Linked DNA regions of Mus musculus: region 2 is linked to region 1. The links are chromatin contacts, called in public promoter capture Hi-C maps. All regions are on one chromosome and are shown on one strand. Each heading gives the region's core, a stretch centred on a gene start, on an enhancer-like site or on the middle of the called end of the contact. The rest is flanking DNA. Distances are from core to core; before and after follow the strand shown. Region 1 holds the start of Ppp2r3a (protein phosphatase 2, regulatory subunit B'', alpha). Region 2 overlaps Ephb1 (Eph receptor B1).

Evidence for each region. Promoter capture Hi-C pulls out the DNA fragments that hold promoters and counts their contacts.
Region 2: a promoter capture Hi-C map of hippocampal neurons shows a contact between it and region 1, with 4 times the contacts expected there. The contact joins the enhancer-like site here to the promoter of Ppp2r3a in region 1. A contact is called at or near these places in 1 of 39 promoter capture datasets (hippocampal neurons), 4 of 115 datasets of contacts at active chromatin or transcription factors (astrocytes, embryonic hindbrain, embryonic stem cells and 1 more) and 1 of 9 other capture datasets (embryonic stem cells).

The regions. Positions count from the first base shown.
Region 1 is chr9:101,249,967-101,254,019 of GRCm38.p6, forward strand. Ppp2r3a (protein phosphatase 2, regulatory subunit B'', alpha) reads right to left here and starts at 1,866. Exons shown (of 14, transcript NM_001161362.3): 1 at 1,696-1,866.
Region 2 is chr9:102,253,546-102,257,598 of GRCm38.p6, forward strand. The region is part of intron 1 of Ephb1 (Eph receptor B1); the gene reads right to left. Among named protein-coding and RNA genes, the nearest start is that of Gm31233, 45 kb to the left of the region's middle. Within about 2 kb of position 2,161, at least 4 of the 459 cell types and tissues checked have an H3K27ac peak or open chromatin away from gene starts, as enhancers often do. A contact at or near this core is called in hippocampal neurons, where this site is marked.

The DNA of each region.
Region 1 (4,053 bases), core at 616-3,115:
CAAGTTTAAGTTATTACCTTCAAATAGTCTGTACTGCAGAACTGCCCAACCTTATTCCCTTCCTGCTCAAGCAAAATTTCCTCTCTCGGAGGATACGAGGTTTTAGCAGAACCTTAAGGCCAGATTACCTAGACCAAGATAAAGCCAGATAGTCACTGTGTAAAATGCTAAGCTACTTTTTAATATATGCAAATCATATGTGTGAATGTTAAAGCATTAGCTGCCTACTATTCAGGTTGTTGGTGTTTAAAGCTATCATTGAATCCAACCACATGGGCCTTGGGATAGACTTTTCCAGTGTGTGTGTGTGTGTGTGTGTGTGTGTGTGTGTGTGTATAAACAAAACAAAAATCAAACAAACAAACCCCCAAAGAACCGCAAAACTTTGTATTCCTGACCTGAGCTTTCCAGGCTGTGTAAAAGATCCATTTTTCCCCTCTCACGAGTATCTCATGCCATAAGTTTTGTCAGAAGTGGTGAGACAGCCTTTTGAATGCAATAAACGTGAATAAATTGCATGCAAATCAGGAGCCGTCTACAGATTTTTAAGAACGCTTTCAGTAATCGTCATGGAGACCAGTGAAAGAAACTGAGATAATTTTTAACGATGCCAAGGAAAGCCCTGTGTTTACTACAACACGAGCCTGCTGCCTGCTTAGCTGGACGCCCATGCTCTGACCTAGTATGGCAATTCTTAGGGTCCCTGTGCTTGATGCTCTGTTTACAAGAAACTGAGGCCAGACACTAAGGAAGAACAAAGAAAAATGCCTGGCACCAAAGAGGCGGGGGACGTTTTGTACATAACTGAAGATCCGTGGAGGAACTCTTTTCCAATTTTGAAAGGCACTACAAATCATCCTCTCCGCTTACGTGTTCAAGCATTTATTCTATGTTCTTAAACTATTTTCTACAAAGAAAATACCTTATAATTTACAAACAGCAATTTGTCCTCCCCCCTCTGCATCTGCAGACCATCAAGCGGGATAAAATTTCCCTAGGCTTTATCAGAGTGGGAGGAATGGAAATAATGTGAGCACAACACAGTTCCGATGCAACATCAACTCCAAGCCGGGCCAGCTGGTTTCCATCGAGCGGTCCCCAAGGAGAACGCCCCTCAAGCCTGCAGCCCGGCCGGCGCGACCGTGGGACCGGCTGAGGTGCTCGCAGCTCAGCCACTCGGTCGCCCGATACCTTTGTTTCAGGTGCCCCTGTGCCCAGAGTGGCTGGGATCCCGCCCGCAGCCCCGAACTGGTGACACATCCTTCTTTGGCCAAGTCGGGCCGAGGCCGGGCAGGGGGCGGGGAAGGAAAATAAAGCCTCAGCGCCTAACGACGTGACTCTCAGTTCTTCCAGAACCTTGGCATTTGCTGCCCTGCCAAGCTTTCCTGTTAACGAGTTCCCGGCCCGGGCGTCCCGCGAGGTGGGAGGCGCCGGCCATCCGGCCCCCTGGCCTCCTCCGCGGAGCTCCCGGGCCACCGTTCTCCACGGCCGCCAGCCCCGGGAGTCCTCTGGCGTGGCGTGCCTGCGCTCCACCAGGAGTCCCTTCACCGCGCGCGGCCCCTGCGGCCAGGCCAGACCCCGCCCCCGGCCCCGCCCGCCCCGGTCTCTGTGCGCCGCCCCTCGGCCTCGCCAGCCCGTGGAGGGCCGGGGGCTCCCAAGGAGAACCGGCCTAAGGCCCCGCGTCTGTGCGCCTACCTCAGTGCCCGCTGCTCCTCCTCCCGCGGCTGCCTCGGCTCGCAGGCGACGCGCACACGCCACCCCGGCTTCCCGCAGCGCGGGGTCTGGGCCGCTTACGCCGCGCGTGAGGAGCCGAGGCCTGAGCGCGCCCCGCCCAGCCGCCCAGCAGCTTAGCTGCCCGCCAGCGCCACAGCCCCGCCCACTAGCGCCACAGGCCCGCCCACCAGACACGCCCCCTCGGCCCCGGCCCCGCCCACCTGGCCGTGCTGGGTTCCTCCCACTCTCCTTCCTCCGAAAGGGGGCCCTGAGGGGCACTGCGAGAGCCGTCGCCTCGGCCGCCGCTGTGATTTACTTAGTGTAATGGAGAAGGCTATTCGCACTATTTGGGGACTGAATTTCATGTTAAGAGTATACACTTTATGATGGCCGTCATTATTTTTATTACCCTTCTTACTGTCCTCTTCGATAACTGTCCTGCTCTTCCGGGAGGCTATCCCATCTGACTACAGTCTACACTCTTACTGTGGCCCACACCAGCATGCTCCTATTCGCTCAACCCAAGTTGTGTGAATTTTGAACGAAGAGTTTATTTATTTATTTATTTTAAGCGAATTGTTAACAGAATAAAAATTGTTAAATAAACAAAGCTATGTAAAACAAATGCACAACTTAATGGAGTGTTCTGAAACATTTGCAATTTTGATTTCTTAAGCTTTGACCCTAGCTAAAATAATAAGCGAGGTTTGCTTTTACTAAAAGTGGGAAATAAATGGGCTGACTGGGCTAGGGATGTAACCCCGTTGGTATAGTAAACGAGGATAAAACCACATAAACTGGGAGAGGTAATGTATGTCTGCAAAGCTCTGCAGAGGTGGAGGAGGCTAGATAGAGAACAAGAAGTTCCAAGTGTTTGAACTTTGGTGACATTGCTGCTACTTTGAGGCCAACCTGGGCTACATGAGTACCACAGCTAAACAATAAAAATAATGCAGTTCAATTCTAAATTAAAAAGTCAATCAATCATTATGTAAGCACATAGGTAAAACAAGCAAGCCAGTCAGGGGAAGGAACAGTACGTGACATTTGGTCACGTAGAGGTGAAGAACCAGATGTAGATAAGACTTTAAAGAGCCAGGCATTAGGCAAACTGTGAGAACAGGCTCTGCGTACGTGTTTTATCTCTTCCTTTCTGTCAACATTTCTTAGCAAAACAACAGTTGCTTACAGAGTGCCTTATGTGTACATGTGAAATCATATGTGATGTGTACATACATTTAGGTATAGATGGTGCATACAAAATGTATACAATTTCACATTCTGTAGCTATGTGTAAGGTTGATTATAAGAAATATATTTTTATTTTTAAAAGAAAAATGTATATAAAATTGCCTCAAACAGGCTCTACATCCTGAGTCATTTCACCAAGTTAATCTTTTTAATAGCTAGAATGTGGTCTTCGTTGTCTTGAAAGAAGAAAAACCATCACACACCCAACTTTATACTTTCCTATTTTAAAAGTCCTTCACCATACCGCGTTGAATATCTTCTTTTGTGTCAGAACAATCCTGTGAAGAAGGAAGGGCAAGACACAAAGAAGTGACAAAGGTCACAGAACAGTTTTTGATGGTAAGGACAGGAAGTACACAGAGAATCACAGAACTTCAACACCTTACCCCCTGCCTTTACCTTTGGACTCCTGTGGGGCCTTTGCCCTCCATTTACTTACACAGTCCACTGGAATGAAAAGGACATAATCCCTCCTGGGTGTGGAGGAGCATGCCTGCAATTCTAGAAGATTAGAAGTTCAAGGCTGGCTACGGGTCATAACAAGTCAGCTAGCCTGGGCTGCATGAGAATCTGTCTCAATAAGTAGGAAGTAAATAAATAAAACCCCTGTTCCAGAAAAGGACACAATTTCATGCCTGGAAATTTGATTCAATACAATAGAACCATCCTCTATCTTAGTGAATTACCAACTTATCACAGTTATTGAACTCCAGTCTCTAAGGAAGGTGTTATGGATAGAATGTACAGTCTTTGTGCATAGTCAAGAAATAAAGAAATATTTGAGAATAAATGAGAAATTTGTTATCATAATAGAGGAATAGTCTTGAACAGAGTTCTTTTGTGGTAGGGAGAGAAAATGGTATACATTTTCTCAGGGAAGGGGACATCTGAACAACTTTATGATGAAAAAATATACAGCAAGAATAATGTCAAATATCGTATGGTTTTGTTGCAAACATACAGAGTAAAAAATTCAGAAATAGAAAGAACAAGAAATGTTGTGCACTTTCACTCAAATTTAACAATTATTACTCTTTGGCTAATTTGTTCCATCTGTATGTTTTCTTTGCTTCTCTGGGTTATTTTGAA
Region 2 (4,053 bases), core at 911-3,410, 1.0 Mb after region 1:
TTGTACCTTCCAGAGTTATTCTCCATCTTACAGATATGTCAGGCTTCCTAAGAGGAAGATCGGATCAAATTTGTCTTGCACACAAAGGCTTCTGAAAGCTTCCCATGGGTCTAGGGGGTGGGTGGAGGAGTGCAGAGCTCCCTTCCGTTCCTTTCCGCTCCTCACCGGTATCAGCGTCACCAGCAACATCTACTGCTCCACTCATATTGGACAGACTCTACTGCTATATGTGTCACCCCCCCACTCTTTCCATCTCCCTGGTCCCTTTAAGAGGAAGTAACAGAGGTGGTGTCACTTTGTCGGTAGAATCTGCGCCCTGCCCACGTTCCCACAGCGCTGCCTCACCTCTGTCTCTGCTTCGCCAGTAGCCTTTGCACACTGTAGCAGTCAGCTTCTCCAAGTTGCCCTCAGCTCCTACCTATCCCCTCTCACATCCAAGTCTCACCTTGTAGCATGGCTCCCTTTACCTAGAGTATTACCTTGTCTTCCACCTATGCCCTTTGCCCTTTCCCTTTCCTCCTCCTGAGTGGCTTTAGCTTAGGTGCCACAACTAATACAAGATGATCACCATACAAGCCACTGGTGGCTGCCCATCTAGCAGGTAAGAGCCTGTGGGGAGAACGAGCCAAGCCAAGCCAGTTCAAGCCTCCCACTCTAATTCACCATGGGCAGGACATCCACCCTACAGTCAGGCCACCACCAGGGACTTCTCCCTTAACCACTACTTTCATCCCGCCTCTTCCTGGCTCCAAAGCACCATCTCTATTCAACTCGTATAAGACTTGAGAAGCTAGTAAGTACCTGAACTGGGCTAGACCCTGTGGGAGGCATGGAGACGCCTTCACAGCTGCCTCCCTCAGCTTCTCGAGCAGATTGACATCCCTGCCGGCCGTCATGTATAGCAGCCAAGCCAAACCCAGGTTCTGAACTCCCTGAACACTCCAGAAAGATGCCAGTATGTCTGTAGGCATTGTCTTTACTATTTCATATGATTCCCATAGCACCCTGTGAGTGTTTCTACAGAAAGGAAAATAGAGGTTTGAGAAAATAAACCCACAGAATATACCACAACCAGATCCTGATGCCAACCGCGGTCTTGCCTACAGCCAACGTTCATTCTCCTAGCTTAGATCCCAGCAGCTTCTGTAACCCACTTAGCCTTTGTCCTCCTTGGTCTACAACAAGCAGAGACCCAGGTCGATCGGTCTTCCACCACCTCAGAAACTCAGCAAGCACAGACAAGACTCTGGAACATCCTCTGCTGCCTCCCACGTGGAGGGGCCATTTCTTCAAAAAGTTCTACATCAGAGAGTGTGGTCTGGGTGGTTGGAAATAGGGAAGAGGACAATGAGACGATGTAGCTGGCTTAGGGAGGCTTTTCAGCCAAGCTTGACATCCTGAGTTTGATTCTCAGGGTAGAAGTGACCCATGCAGGTTGTACTCTGACCTCCAAATGCTCATCATAGCATGTGTACCCACACACACACGCATACATACATAAGTTATATAATGAATAAACAAATGCATGTACATGTATGTGTGATTACATCTTGTAAAGGGAACGAAATCACTCTTAGGGTGTAACAAATACTATCCTCCAAAAATTCCACCATGTGGAAAGGAGAGAAGAGATGGAGTAGCTTAACTAGGGCTTAATACATGCGCCAGTCAAATAAACACAGAAGGGCTTTCCAGGTAGAGAGGACAGTAACAGCAAATGATCCAAAGCTTGGTGGTGAACAAGCTGCCCAGGGAAGGACTTGAGAAAACTGACAGAGATGGAGGAACATATCAGGGTAGCCACAGTTGGACCAAGCCTCACACGGCCTAGAATACTCAGTAAAAAACACTTTATGGCCCCTGGGCCGAGACGAACGTCATGTGTTACAAATTTAAGACAATGCGTTCCTACCTCTAATCCTGGGAAGTGCCCTATGAGCCCCTTTGGTACTGTGAAGAGGTGCTGAGCTTTCTTCAATCCCTCCATCTTATAGACTAACACATGAGAAATTAAAAAAAAAAAAAAAAGCTGGAATGGCAGATGAGAGTGAGAGTGTCTTCCTTAGCGGTTAGGCATTCCAAAGTTGGATCTCAGCCTTGTCTAGATTATGCTGTCCATACAAAGTCTTCCCCTCACTGCCTGCCCACATGCTGCCAGTGCCAGGAGCATCCAGGACCGAGCCCACAAGCCCCAAGCAGTATGCTCACATGTGGCACAGTTGGTACCACACAGCTTCCTCCCAACAAAGGAAGGAGACATCAAGGTGTTTCTGAGACCATTATGGCTGGCTTCATGTCCCCAGAAGCCCTGAAACTTCTCCTGAAAACAGACAGCCCCGAGAGGGAGTCTTTACACAAGCACCCATGTTTTCCTCCGTAAGCAATGGAGCCTGCACAGACATCTCTCCCCTCTCCTCTCACAGATGGATGCCTAGAAAACACAAGCCTGCTTCCAAAACTACAGATCGTGCCGAGGCCCACATCACCTGCTCACGGGCAGACTCTATAGTTGTTTGCCAGGGAAGGGGGTGGTATTCAGGACTGGCCATCCACCAGGCACAGAGAGATGCTGAATCCTGTCATATGGGGCTCAGATTTTAGATGACATGGTCGGTAGGAAGAGGATCTGTGGAAACCAGCTGAGAGTATACACAGCCCAGTCCAGCACAGCCCTGCTATCAGCACGCGGTGCCTCCTGTGATCAAGTGATTCTTCTCATCTGAAACTGTGTGTGTTCACAAAGCCCATTTTCCAGGATAGCACCTGGAATGGTGGGTTGCTGAGAACACAAAGACTGGGCACGAGGCTGGTTGGCTGGGACTGCACATCATCTGCACACGTCTGGCCACTCTGCTCACTCCTGGGCACATCCAGCCACCCAGGTATGATAGTCTTCAACCCCAATCCATCCCATCTGGCATAAGAGAAATGACAATTTGCCCTTTTCAGGATCCACCTGCGTCCCTAAGTCATGACTACTCAAGGGAAGGTTAGTGACGAATGGTGAAGCCAAAGACTGTCCAGCCTTGGCCGTCTTATCCAGTCTACGCTGTCTTGGCAGATGATGGGAATAGAAATTTCCACAGACAGGGCTTTGGAGACCTTCCATTGGCCATGGCACAGATAGCTCCAGCTACCTAAGCAGAAAAATATCCCTCCCCAATGAGGGACTATAGACACAGTGATTAGAACTAGTACCCCAAACCAGCCTCCATCTTCCCTTTGTAGCTTACCCCAGAGTACCCAAGTCAAGACGAAGGAAGGCCTGTGATGAGGAACAAAGGCTCCCAAAAGAAGAAGAACATTTATCCACTCAAGGTGTCAGTCAACACTGCAATAGAAATGATGGGAACTGGCTACTTTACGGCAGGGTGGTCAGGGGAGGTTAGCCACAGGAAAAGCCACTCTAAGCTGTGCATGAGCTGCAGAGAAAGCATCCCAGGGACTCAGAACTGGACTAGACGTTGATTTACACCTCTGGCTGCTGAACTTGCCCTTACTTCGCTCCTTCCCCTCGTGCTCGGTGGACTAGAGACACACAGGGAGTGATCACAGGGTCTTCCTTTTGGGATTACCGAGGCTCCCAACACACTGACACCAGATGATGCTATAGTAGATCTCATGATAGGGGGTATATAGTGGTTGTGACTATCACTATTTTCTCCCCAACTGGTGTGTCACCGATCACCTCTTCCTTCAGAATGATGTAATTGTTTCCTGATAACAAACTAAGCTTTAGATCTTTCCCTTGGTTGGCTGTTCACAAGCTGGAGCTCTTCCATCCCCTCTCCTATTCCCCAGAGACTGTGCTGACTAGTTCCTGAAGTGAGAGAGTAAACCTACCTGGGCAGACTTGCAAGAAAGTACCGAAAGTTTGTTGATACCAGAGGTAGTGGTATGAATGCCTAGCTGCATGTGCAGTAGTCTTCAAGCCTAAGTCCTGAGGACCCCTACAAAATTATGCTCAGTCTTAGACTCCCAGAGCTGAAGTTAGTGAAAGAATAACTAACTAAGGATTTTAGTCCCCAGTGAAGATGTTCAAGGTGGAATGCC